Linked DNA regions of Oryctolagus cuniculus: region 2 is linked to region 1. A link is a contact called in public Micro-C data. All regions are on one chromosome and are shown on one strand. Each heading gives the region's core, a stretch centred on a gene start, on an enhancer-like site or on the middle of the called end of the contact. The rest is flanking DNA. Distances are from core to core; before and after follow the strand shown. Region 1 holds the start of CDR2 (cerebellar degeneration related protein 2). Region 2 holds the start of EEF2K (eukaryotic elongation factor 2 kinase).

Region 1 (4,816 bases), core at 1,385-3,884:
TTTAAACAGCTCTCTCCCAATAAGCCTTGCTCACTAAGTTAACAGTGAGGATGTTAAAAACTGAACAGATGTCTGTAGGTGATGCAATTCCTTGAGACCTGCTTAATCTATCTGTTTAACGGGACAGACCTGCTGCCCAGGTTTACTTAGCAACAAATATCTGCTAGGGCCTGCAATGAGCCAGGCTCCACGGTGGGCACAGGCCCTGAGGGAGCATCTCCAAGTTTCTCTAGTGAACACGAACCCTCAGAGTAGGGACCCGCTGACCCTATCATGGGGACAGGCACCCTGGGCTGGGACCTAGACCGATACTGGGCGGAGAGTACATCATGAATTTCTGATACGTGAACAAGCTGTATAATCTGTTAGAAGTTTAGGAATTCTTTTTAAAATTTAGCAAAATTGGAGGGGGAAAGATCAGCTTTTATTCATTCACACTATAGCCTTCTTTCTTTTATAGGCCACATTCCATTCACAAGTTAGGATTGTTGGAATTTCACATTGTCTACTCCTACCCCGCCCCCATAGCTGGTTATGACATAGAGGGTTATGTCAAAGTCCACTGTAATAACAGATGCAAAAGCTCTGTGAAAAGTATGGAACAAATTCCAAATGCAATGTGGCAGGAGAGTTTCGGAGGTTCTCTAAGATTTGTTAAACTTGAAAGAGCTGATACCTTTTGATCAAAGGTTAAAGAGACTTCCACATGTAACCCCCAACAGGTTGCACTGGCCTCTCAGGGCAATGAAATACAGCTGGTTGTTTCTGACACCCTGCCACGGGGGAAGGTGCAGTGTGGACCAAGGCACTTGATAAGAGAGCAATGAAAACAGCAATTTCATGAGCGCTTCAGTTCAGCTCAACGCATATTAAAACCCAGCTTCTATGATGGGCCGGATATTATGCTAGATGCTGGAGATACCAAAACAAAAACATCTATGTCCTTAAATATTCATGCTTCTTAAACTCCAGACCAAAAAAAAAAAAAAAGAAAAAAAAAAAGATGCAGCTCTGATTTTACAAACTGCTTAAATTACTATAGGGAAATGTTGCAATGGCTTGGTGGTTGCCTCATCAGTGCTAGAGAAAGTATCAAAGTAGGCCATCAATTCTTATGGGAAAAACCAAAAAACAAGTCTGTTCAAGTGTTATGACAAACTTGTCTTTCCAACACAGAGAAGATGATGGCAAATACATACTACAATTGCTGAACAACTAGAACTATGTAAGCATAAGGGTGGCTTAAATGGTTGCATATTAATTTAAGAAATTACCTTCCCGAAGAAAAGGTGCTTGTTTTTCCTTTTCTGAGTTATTCTAGTCTACATTTTCTGCCAAGTTCAATGGTGAGTATGCTCAAGCATCATGACCATTTAATATTCAACTAGACGGTTATGCAAATTTTCACAGCAAATTTAAAGCTGAAAGAAATTTACACAGAATAGCAGAAATGGAAGATGCCTGGGAAAAATTCCGGATTGGTGTTAAGGCTGTCTGCTCCGAAGTTTGAAGCGGAATCCTGGTTTCCCGGGCAGCATGCGCTTCTACCAGGGCTGATGTCAGATACTAACGGGCTCGTGAATTAAATGAGCATCTGTATTGAGGGCACAGAAACAGTGTCCCCAGCTGCAAGTGTCTGCTATTAATATGCTGGCAAGGAAGCCACGGGGCCTGGGTAGTGACACTACTCCTCGTTCCGAGCGTGCGGGTCCAAAAACACTGGCGCCCCGACTTCACCTTCGGGCAAGCCTCCTACCTGTTCTAGCCTTGGTTTTCCCAATCCGGAAAATGGGACAGCGACGACGTTCCTCTCTCCAAGGGGAATGCAGCGGAGCAAACAAGAGCTGGTATTCGCCAAGGGCTCGCCGCAGCCTGCAGCCGTTCCCGCTCCGGCCGGCCCAGAAAGGCGCTGCGAGCACTTGCAGAGGGGGCTGGCCGCGGGGTCGGTGGGCTTCTCGGCCCGGCCGCTTGCAGCGGGGCTCGCCGGCTCAGCCCTCCGTGCCTCGGGGGGACGCGGGGAGCACCGACTGACTTCATGCAAACAATGAGTGCCGGGCGCGCAGTCCGCACAGCACGCGCGTCAGCGAGGCTTAGAGCAAGGCCGTGGGCCCGGCGCCGAGGCTCCCCGCGGGCGCGACGGGCGGGCCCCGCCGCCAGGTGAGCCCGCGTCCTACCCAGCACCTGCCGGGCCGGCCGCGAGCAAAAACAACTTAAAAAAAAAAAAAAAAAAAAAAAAAAAAGGTTCGCGCCAAGCCGCCCCGCCGACGCCCACGCCCTCGCCCTCACCTTGCTGGAGGTCCTGGTGGTCGTACCACGGCTCGTCCTCCTTCATCTCAAACTCCTCCACCAGGTTCTCCGCCAGCATCTCCGCGGGGTCTTCCGGGGGCAGCGGCCCCCGCCGCCGCCGTCCCGCCTCAGCCGCTGCCCCGGGCTCTGCCCCGGCTCCTCCGCCCTCAGCCAGAGCCGCCCTCGGGTGGGACGCGCCGCCGCCTCAGTACAGCCGCCGGCCGGCCAGCCGGCCTCCGCCGCCCGCACCGCAAGCCGTTGACTCGCCTCGTGCCGCCCAAAGACCACCCCCACCCCCAGCACGCGCCCGGGCGCCGGCGCCCCCCGGCTGGCGCGCCCGGCCGGCTCCTCACACCGCAACCCGGCCCAACGTGGCACTTTGGCAGAACCCTCCCCGACCGGGGACGCGATTCAAAACCCCGGCGGCGCGTCGGCCAATGGCGAGCGGGCCGCCGGATGAGTGGCAGTGACTTCGTCCAATCGTGTCTCTCTACAGGCTCGCGGCTCGGCCTGTCCCGAGGGCAGGCAGCCAATGGCGGCTGCAGAAGGAACAAAGGAGGCGGGGAAGAAGTGAAGGGGTGCGGCCGAAAGCCCCGCCCCTCGCCTGTGTTGTGTAGCTCCTGAGGGTGCGTTCGGGAGGAGGCGGCAGATACCTCGCCTGCACCTGTGGTGCGTGTCCGATCGGCCCGTTAGGGGCGGACTGGTTGCGCGGGTCCGAGGGGCGAGGACTCGGGCTTCCGAGCAGTGGGCGGTTGTCGAGGGGGCGTCCTTCGTGCCGGCGGGAGGCTTTGCGAACGGTGCCGCGAGCCCCAGGGCCATTGCTCAGCCCGCCTTTGTCGAAGACTGAGAGTCGGTCGGGAGCTGGGAGCTGAGAACAACGCCTTCTGAGTTGTTCGCCGTTCTTTTCTTGACATCCGAGCCTTCGCTTCCGAGCGGCTGGGAATTGTACTCCCTCCAGAACGGTCGGCGCCAGAATCGCCTGGGCACCCGGGGCGGGGGCGGTTGCCGCTGAAGCTGTCTCCGTAGCGGGGGAAATTGCGGAGCAGCTTCGCGTGCTCCGTTATAAAGGTTCATAGACCACGCGTTGAGTCTGCGGGCGGCGTGCGAGGCCTGCCCCTGGCCCCAGTGCCCGCTGCTTGCCGCAGACCTAACACCATCCGTGCTGCTCGTGGGTTCAAGGTTTTTGCATCCCCCGTGCAGGTAAAACACGGAGTCTGTTACACAGTGGGACAGCCGTCAAGGGAGGGGGCGGCCGAAAGAGGTCGGAGATGTTAGAGGTTGAAGAGCTGTCTCTAGGACGTGAGATCGTAACGACCAGGAGTTCGGAGGAAGGGAGAAGTAGGGGACTGGTGCTACATCCTCATCCGTCGCAGCGATACCTTGATAGGGAATGCCTGAAGTTGGGGATTCAACGGATCATTGCCACAGGTCCCAAGAGAGCTCAGAGCTGAAATGGGAGGCAGTGCGGGGTGAGTTGGGATTTGTTGACTTTGATTTGTGTTATCAGCCCCTCTGTGATCTTACTGTTTTCCCCTGGTGCACACACTACTATGATGAAAAATAAGGGGAATTGTAAGGAAGGAGTTCTACATCCCCAGACTATTTTTGACTTCATATAAATGAATCAAGACTCGGTGGAGCAAGGAAACTCACCTAAAATGTCTACCTAAATAACTACTCATGTGAGTGAGAAAGTCTAGAGTGCCCCTCTACCTCCCATTCTTGTTCAAATCCGTGTGCAGAAGCTTGACTCCAGGTTGCCTCATGCTGAAGCTTTGGACTGTTGCCCTTGGGAGAAGCCTGGCCAAGGACTGGAAAACCTCCTTGTTGTGGAGCTGTCGCTTGAAGTTGTACTCTTCCATCCTGCAGGAAGGTAGCTTAGTGAAGAAACACTACGAACCTAGAACCAGGAAACCCAGAGTTCTGACCACAGAGGAGCCTTTGGCAAAGTACAAGACAGATCCCACTTTGCCTTCATGGAGTTATGAGAATCAGACAGAAACTATGAGGAAGTATTTTGTGCCCTTTTAAAAATGTTTTAAAAATTTGAGAGAGAGAGCAAGCTCCCTTACACTGGGTCCACTTCCCACATGTTCACGATGGCCAGGACCCGGTTGGGCCAAAACTGGAAGTTGAGAACTCAATCCAGGTCTCCCATGCGGCTGACAGAAACACAATTACTTGAGCCATCATGGCTGCCTACCAGGATCTGTTTTAGCAAGAAGTTCAAGTCACCAGCAAGAGCTGGGAATCAAGCCCAGAACCCACGTACTTTGAAATGGGATGCCCACCCCAACCTGGATCTTCACTGCTAGGCCACACACCTACCCCTTGTGCCCTTCTCAAATATAAAGTCATGTGATTGCTACTGATATTGCTAAAATGCAGGGACCCTTGGGGACAATAATGAGCATCAAAGTAATAATAGTATAGGTCACAGGGGTGGGGAATGTCGGGCTCTGCCAAGGCAACCACGGGCTGGCCTCAAAACTCAACGCATCTACAACAGGCTACTTTTTAAGTTGGTCAT
Region 2 (5,230 bases), core at 2,524-5,023, 300 kb before region 1:
AAGAGATAAAAAGCCTTAAAGAATGGGATATCGTCTTTTTAAGAGGACCAATGTACTTAGAATATGAAAAAAAATAGAGTTTAGTGCGTCATATTTTGTGGTTCAGCATTGTTTTTGTTTCTTAACGAGAGGTGGTGGTGATCGTGTAAATTTTAAGATTTATTTTTGTTTATTTGAAAGAGTTAGGGCCGGAGCTGGCCCACACTGAAGCCAGGAGCTTCTTCCTGGTCTCCCACGCCGGTGCAGGGGCTCAAGCACTTGGGCCATCTTGCACTGCTTTTCCAGGCGCATTAGCAGGGAGCTGGATGCGAAGAGGAGCAGCCAGACTGGAACTGGCGCTCACACGGGATGCTGGTGTTGCAGGTGGTGGCTTTATTGGCTACGCCACAATGCCATCCCAGGTTGTGTAAGGTTGAAGGCCACAACACTTGACCCCGCCCTCTGCTCTTCCAGAAACTGCGCCTCCCTGTGAGCTTGGTATCCGTCCTGGGTACCAAGATACCAATACCAGTGTGTATGTCTCAGTGTGCACACATGGAACCGGCCCAGCAAACCCTGGGTGCCGGCAGGGAAGGAAGCCAGAGCAAACCTGTGGTGGAGGCCAGCCTGGGTGCTGATCGGGGCCGTGGGGGCCTGGGCAGGGCGGGTCCCCTCTGCTGAACAAAACAGTTTGTGGCCTGGGCAGGGCGGGTCCCCTCTGTTGAACAAGACAGTTTGTGGAAGAGCTAAAAAGATGCTGCTCTCTGCCAGGCTGAACGGTGTGTGTGTGTGTGTGTACAATCAGTGAATAATAACCCTTCTCTCTCGGCCACAGGCTGGCCTCCGAATTCACCTCTTGGCTCCCTGCCTTTCCTCTCTCTGCTGATCCTGAGAAATCTGAAGGCAAGATGAGACTCTCCCTGTTCACATCACCATCCAGATCTCTTGTCTTTGGCCCACCCTCAGCCTTTGAATCCTCAGTCCGAGAGCGGGTTCTTGGTTTTCAGCATGTTTCCTGAAACTGCCTGGGGATGAGGGCGGCATGGGTCACTAGGCCAAACAAGCCCTCTTCCCTTTCAGAAAGGAAGTGGCGCCTCTACCCCGCAAACTCCCCCTCCCCCTCTCCCTCCCCCTCCATGGAAGCTGCCTGAATAACTAGGAGGTTCTGGGAGGCCATCTAGGAGGAGGTCCCAGGCAGAACATCACGAATGCAGGGACAGTGGGCAGCCCGAGGCAACAAGCAGAATGGGCCATCGGGACCCTGTCCGCTTTCCCTTGTGGGCACTGTAGCTATTCCCAGCTGTACACCCCACGCCCGCTACCAAACACACCCTCAATCCAGTGCTGTGATGGGCTGTCAGTACTTACATTTCTTTATTTTTAAGAGTTGATCATGGCCGGCTCCGCGGTTCACTAGGCTAATCCTCCACCTAGCGGCGCCTGCACACAGGGTTCTAGTCCCGGTTGGGGCGCCGGATTCTGTCCCGGTTGCCCCTCTTCCAGGCCAGCTCTCTGCTGTGGGCTGGGAAGGCAGTGGAAGATGGCCCAAGTGCTTGGGCCCTGCACCCCATGGGAGACCAGGAGAAGCACCTGGCTCCTGCCTTCGGAGCAGCGCACCAGCCGTGGCAACCATTGGAGGGTGAACCAACAGCAAAAGGAAGACCTTTCTCTCTGTCTCTCTCTCTCACTATGCACTCTGCCTGTCAAAAAAAAAAAAAAAAAAAAAAAAAGGAGTTGATCATTAAATTTTTAAAAATTATTTTCAGTTGTATTTGAAAAGGCAGAGAGACAGGCTGGGAGATCTTCCATCTGCTGGTTATTTCAGGCCAAATGCCTGCAATAGCCAGAGCTGGGCCAGGCCAAAGCCAGGAGCTCAGAACTCAGCCGGAGTCTCCCCTGTGGGTGGCAGGGATCTGAAGACTCCAGCCATCACCTGCTGCCTCCCGGAGTGCATGTTAGCAAGAAGCTGGGAATCGGAAACAAAGCCGGGATTTGAACCCAGGCACTCTGGTATAGGATGCAGGTGTGCCAAGTGGCATCTTAACAGATGCACTGGGTGCCTGACCCTATACGTTTTCATTTCTTCTCTTGAACCCATTCCAAAATGACTTTAATCAAGGCCATTAATAGCCCTGCCCAGAAATCATAAACCCAGGTGATGATTTTGTCTTTCTCACCTCTGAACAGCACTCAGCCTAGCCGGCTACTCCCTCTTGGACGCCACACCTGGTTACCACAGAGGACGCCGGCCAGGTCCCCCCTGTCTCTTTTGCTGGCTCCTCTTCCATTGCTGTCCCGTCAAGATTATGGTCCTCGGGGCCCTGTCTTGGCCTCTCTTCCTCTCTCAGCCTTTTCTGGGTGACGTCATCCATTCCCATGGCCTCAGTCTCCAGTGTTATTTTCTCAGAATGCTCTCTTGGCCTCCAGACTTCCACGTCCAACCCCATACTTAACTCCACGGCCCACAAGCATCTTAAACTCGCTCTGACTCTGACTGACCTCATCCGCTTTCCCACAAACCTGCTCCCTGTGGGTCCTGTGTTTCCTCCCACGGAGAAGACAGGCACGGCCAGCTCTCCAGCGACCCAAGCCCGGCACCTGGGCATTTCCCTCTCTTTACAACATCCTCATCGCCCACTTCCGTCGGGTCCACCTCGGAACCCTCCCTAGGCCCCACGTGCTCCGCGTCCTGCATATGTCCACCCTGCAGTAGGCTTTGAAGACCACCTCCTGTCTCCGAGGGGAGCTGCCTGTGTCCCAAGCTGGAATCTGCCACTTTGTGGCTTAAAACTCTTCCGTGGTTGCCCGTAGCCCTCAGGATCAAGTTCAGGAGCTCAGCTTGGCACTCGTCCGCCTGCAACCGCTTGCCCCCTGTCCAGCGGACCCAAATCCCTCCTCGGCCGCCTGGTCTCTCTCACCAAGCTCTGATCTGCCTCTAGGAGGTCCTACTTCTCAGAAATGCCCCCCACCCCGTCACTTTCCCGTGGCTCCTCTTGCCAGTTTCAGGTTCCAGCTAGCCAGGTTATAACAAACTCTGCAGGTCCACAGACATGTCTGCCTTACCCATCGTAGGACTAGTTGGGTTTCTGGCACATGGTAGACTCTTCAGGCATAGTTGTTGCATGAACAAATGAGGGACCCCCTAAGCCAAGCCTGAAGGCCAAGTTGGAGGTGAATCAGCTGAGACCTCAAGGCTGACACCCAGGCTTGTTCCCCAAGCTCTGTGTCGCCGGACAACTTTTTCTACCAACAGGGATCTATGGAGTCAGCCAGAGCCGTCGCAAGGACACAGAGCTAGCCGGAAAGAGCCCTCCCTAATCAGGTGGCGATTATAATCACCCCACCGACAACCTTGCTCCTTGGGAGGTATAGAACCCCAGGCCTGGAGGCGTTAAAGACCCAGGCAAACTGCTGGGATCTTTTCAGGGTACCCTAGACGGTTTTCCCAGGAAGTAGGGAGAAGTTCTTGCTTTGTCTCAAGTAGGCAGGGGTGGCACGTGAGACGTTTGTGTCCTGGGCCTTCACTGCCAAGTTTGTTGTTTTTTCTCCTCTCCCTACCCAGTTCAAAAAATTTCTTGAGTCAGGAAAGAATAAAGGGAGGGAATGTGGAAAAAAACATATGCCCTTCCGGGTGTGGCAGCGGTGGGATTCGAACCCACGCCATCGAAATGACTGGAGCCTAAATCCAGCGCCTTAGACCACTCGGCCACGCTACCGCCCAGTTGGTGATGCTGCTGCTCAGCCTATATTAGTCCGATGACGCGCACGTCTCGCGCTCAGCAAGCCCCGCCCCTGCAGGTGTGCGCATGCCCAAGGCAGGGCCGGGCTCTCTAAGGCCTCAGCTTCCCGCGGCGTTTTGGAAACACAGTTGTTTCGTGATCAGCAGCAGTAAGTCAGTAAGAACACCGTTAGGAACGAAAGAAGAGTTCCTAATGGTTCAGTCTTACTCGCAGGTGCGTTTGGGTTTGAATTTTTGCATTTTCCATGGGCGTAATACCGCGTGAGGCCACCTGGGGGCAGTGCCGCGCTGCCGCTCCCTCCTGGCTGGGCCTGGGTTTGCAGCTCTGATGTGCAGTCGCCCCTACTGCCCTGTGTGGCCTCCTGGGCTGGCCCCTGCTCTTGCCATCACCGGCCCAGGCCGGAAAACCGGTGAACTTTGTTCTATCATCCCCATTTCAGACGGCCCAGCCTCCCAGGACCCAGGTCCTTCTATGCAGGTTATTTCGGGGTGTGTGTGTGTGTGTGTGTTGTAGGAAAATGCAACAAATACGGAGCCCAACAAAACAGAAACAGACTTCCGTTTCCCACCATCCCGAATAGTGAACATTTTTGCTTCAAATCTTTTTAAAGATTCGATAGAATTCAGGTTTCCTTGGATACCCCCGAGTTCTACTCCCCTTCCTCCTGCCTCGGGAATTTTCAGTCTTTTTGGACACGTTTTCCTCATTCACATTCAGGTAGGGTTACTCCTTTCCTTGCAGCCAGCAGAAATCCAGGGGTAGATACAGGCCATCCCTCCATGCGCGGGGCAAGCTGCGTGATGGCCCCCAAGATGCCCACGTCCACGCTTCCAGAACACCAAACACCTTAGGTGGCGAACAGACTCTGCAGGTGTGACTGGGGATCTTCAGGTGGGCAAGGCAGCCAGGGCCAGCCGCATGGTCTCAGTGTTTGTCACAGGGCTCTTCCTAAGAGATGAGGCAGGGGTTCCAGGAGGAGATGAGGGGGGTTGAGAGCAGAGACCCCACCGCGGGCGGGCCTGGCAGTGCTGCGGAAAAGGCAACGACCCAGTTCTCCCCCAGCGCCTCCAGGAGGAGCCCGGGTGTCAACACCTTGATGCTAGGACTCTGACAGCTGTGAGACTGTACTTTGTGTCCCTTGAAGCCACTACAGCTATTACCACAGCAACGAGAAACCCCTATAGGACTTCCGTGGTCTGAGCTTTGGGGGCCTGTGTGCCCTTGGGAAAGTCCCCTCTGTGTGAGCCTCCGCTCCTTGTAGTGGAGGCACAGTGAGGGCACAGGTGGGTGCTGTAAGGATTACGTTTGTTCTGAGTCCTTTTTTTTTTTTTTTTAAGTTTATTTACTGGGGCACCGCTATGGCACAGAAGGTTAAGCCGCTGTCTGCAGCGCTGGCATCCCATCTGGGCATCAGTTTGAGACCTGGCTGCTCCACTTCTGATCACCTCCTTCCTAATGTGGCTTGGAAAGCTGCGTGAGATGGCCCAAGTGCTTGTGCTCTTGCATCCATG

What was found. Hi-C and Micro-C count contacts between places; a contact is called where the count stands out from the background.
Region 2: a Micro-C map of ear pinna shows a contact between it and region 1, with 5 times the contacts expected there. The contact joins the promoter of EEF2K here to the promoter of CDR2 in region 1. A contact is called at or near these places in 2 of 6 Hi-C or Micro-C datasets (ear pinna and an unstated tissue).

The regions. Positions count from the first base shown.
Region 1 is chr19:16,871,721-16,876,536 of mOryCun1.1, reverse strand. It overlaps CDR2 (cerebellar degeneration related protein 2), which reads right to left and starts at 2,634. Exons shown (of 4, transcript XM_070064585.1): 1 at 2,287-2,634. It overlaps LOC108176787 (transmembrane protein 180), which reads left to right and starts at 2,963. Exons shown (of 7, transcript XM_051847901.2): 1 at 2,963-3,755.
Region 2 is chr19:17,168,622-17,173,851 of mOryCun1.1, reverse strand. It overlaps EEF2K (eukaryotic elongation factor 2 kinase), which reads left to right and starts at 3,773. Exons shown (of 19, transcript XM_070064605.1): 1 at 3,773-3,932. It overlaps TRNAL-UAG (transfer RNA leucine (anticodon UAG)), which reads right to left and starts at 3,695; the gene lies at 3,614-3,695.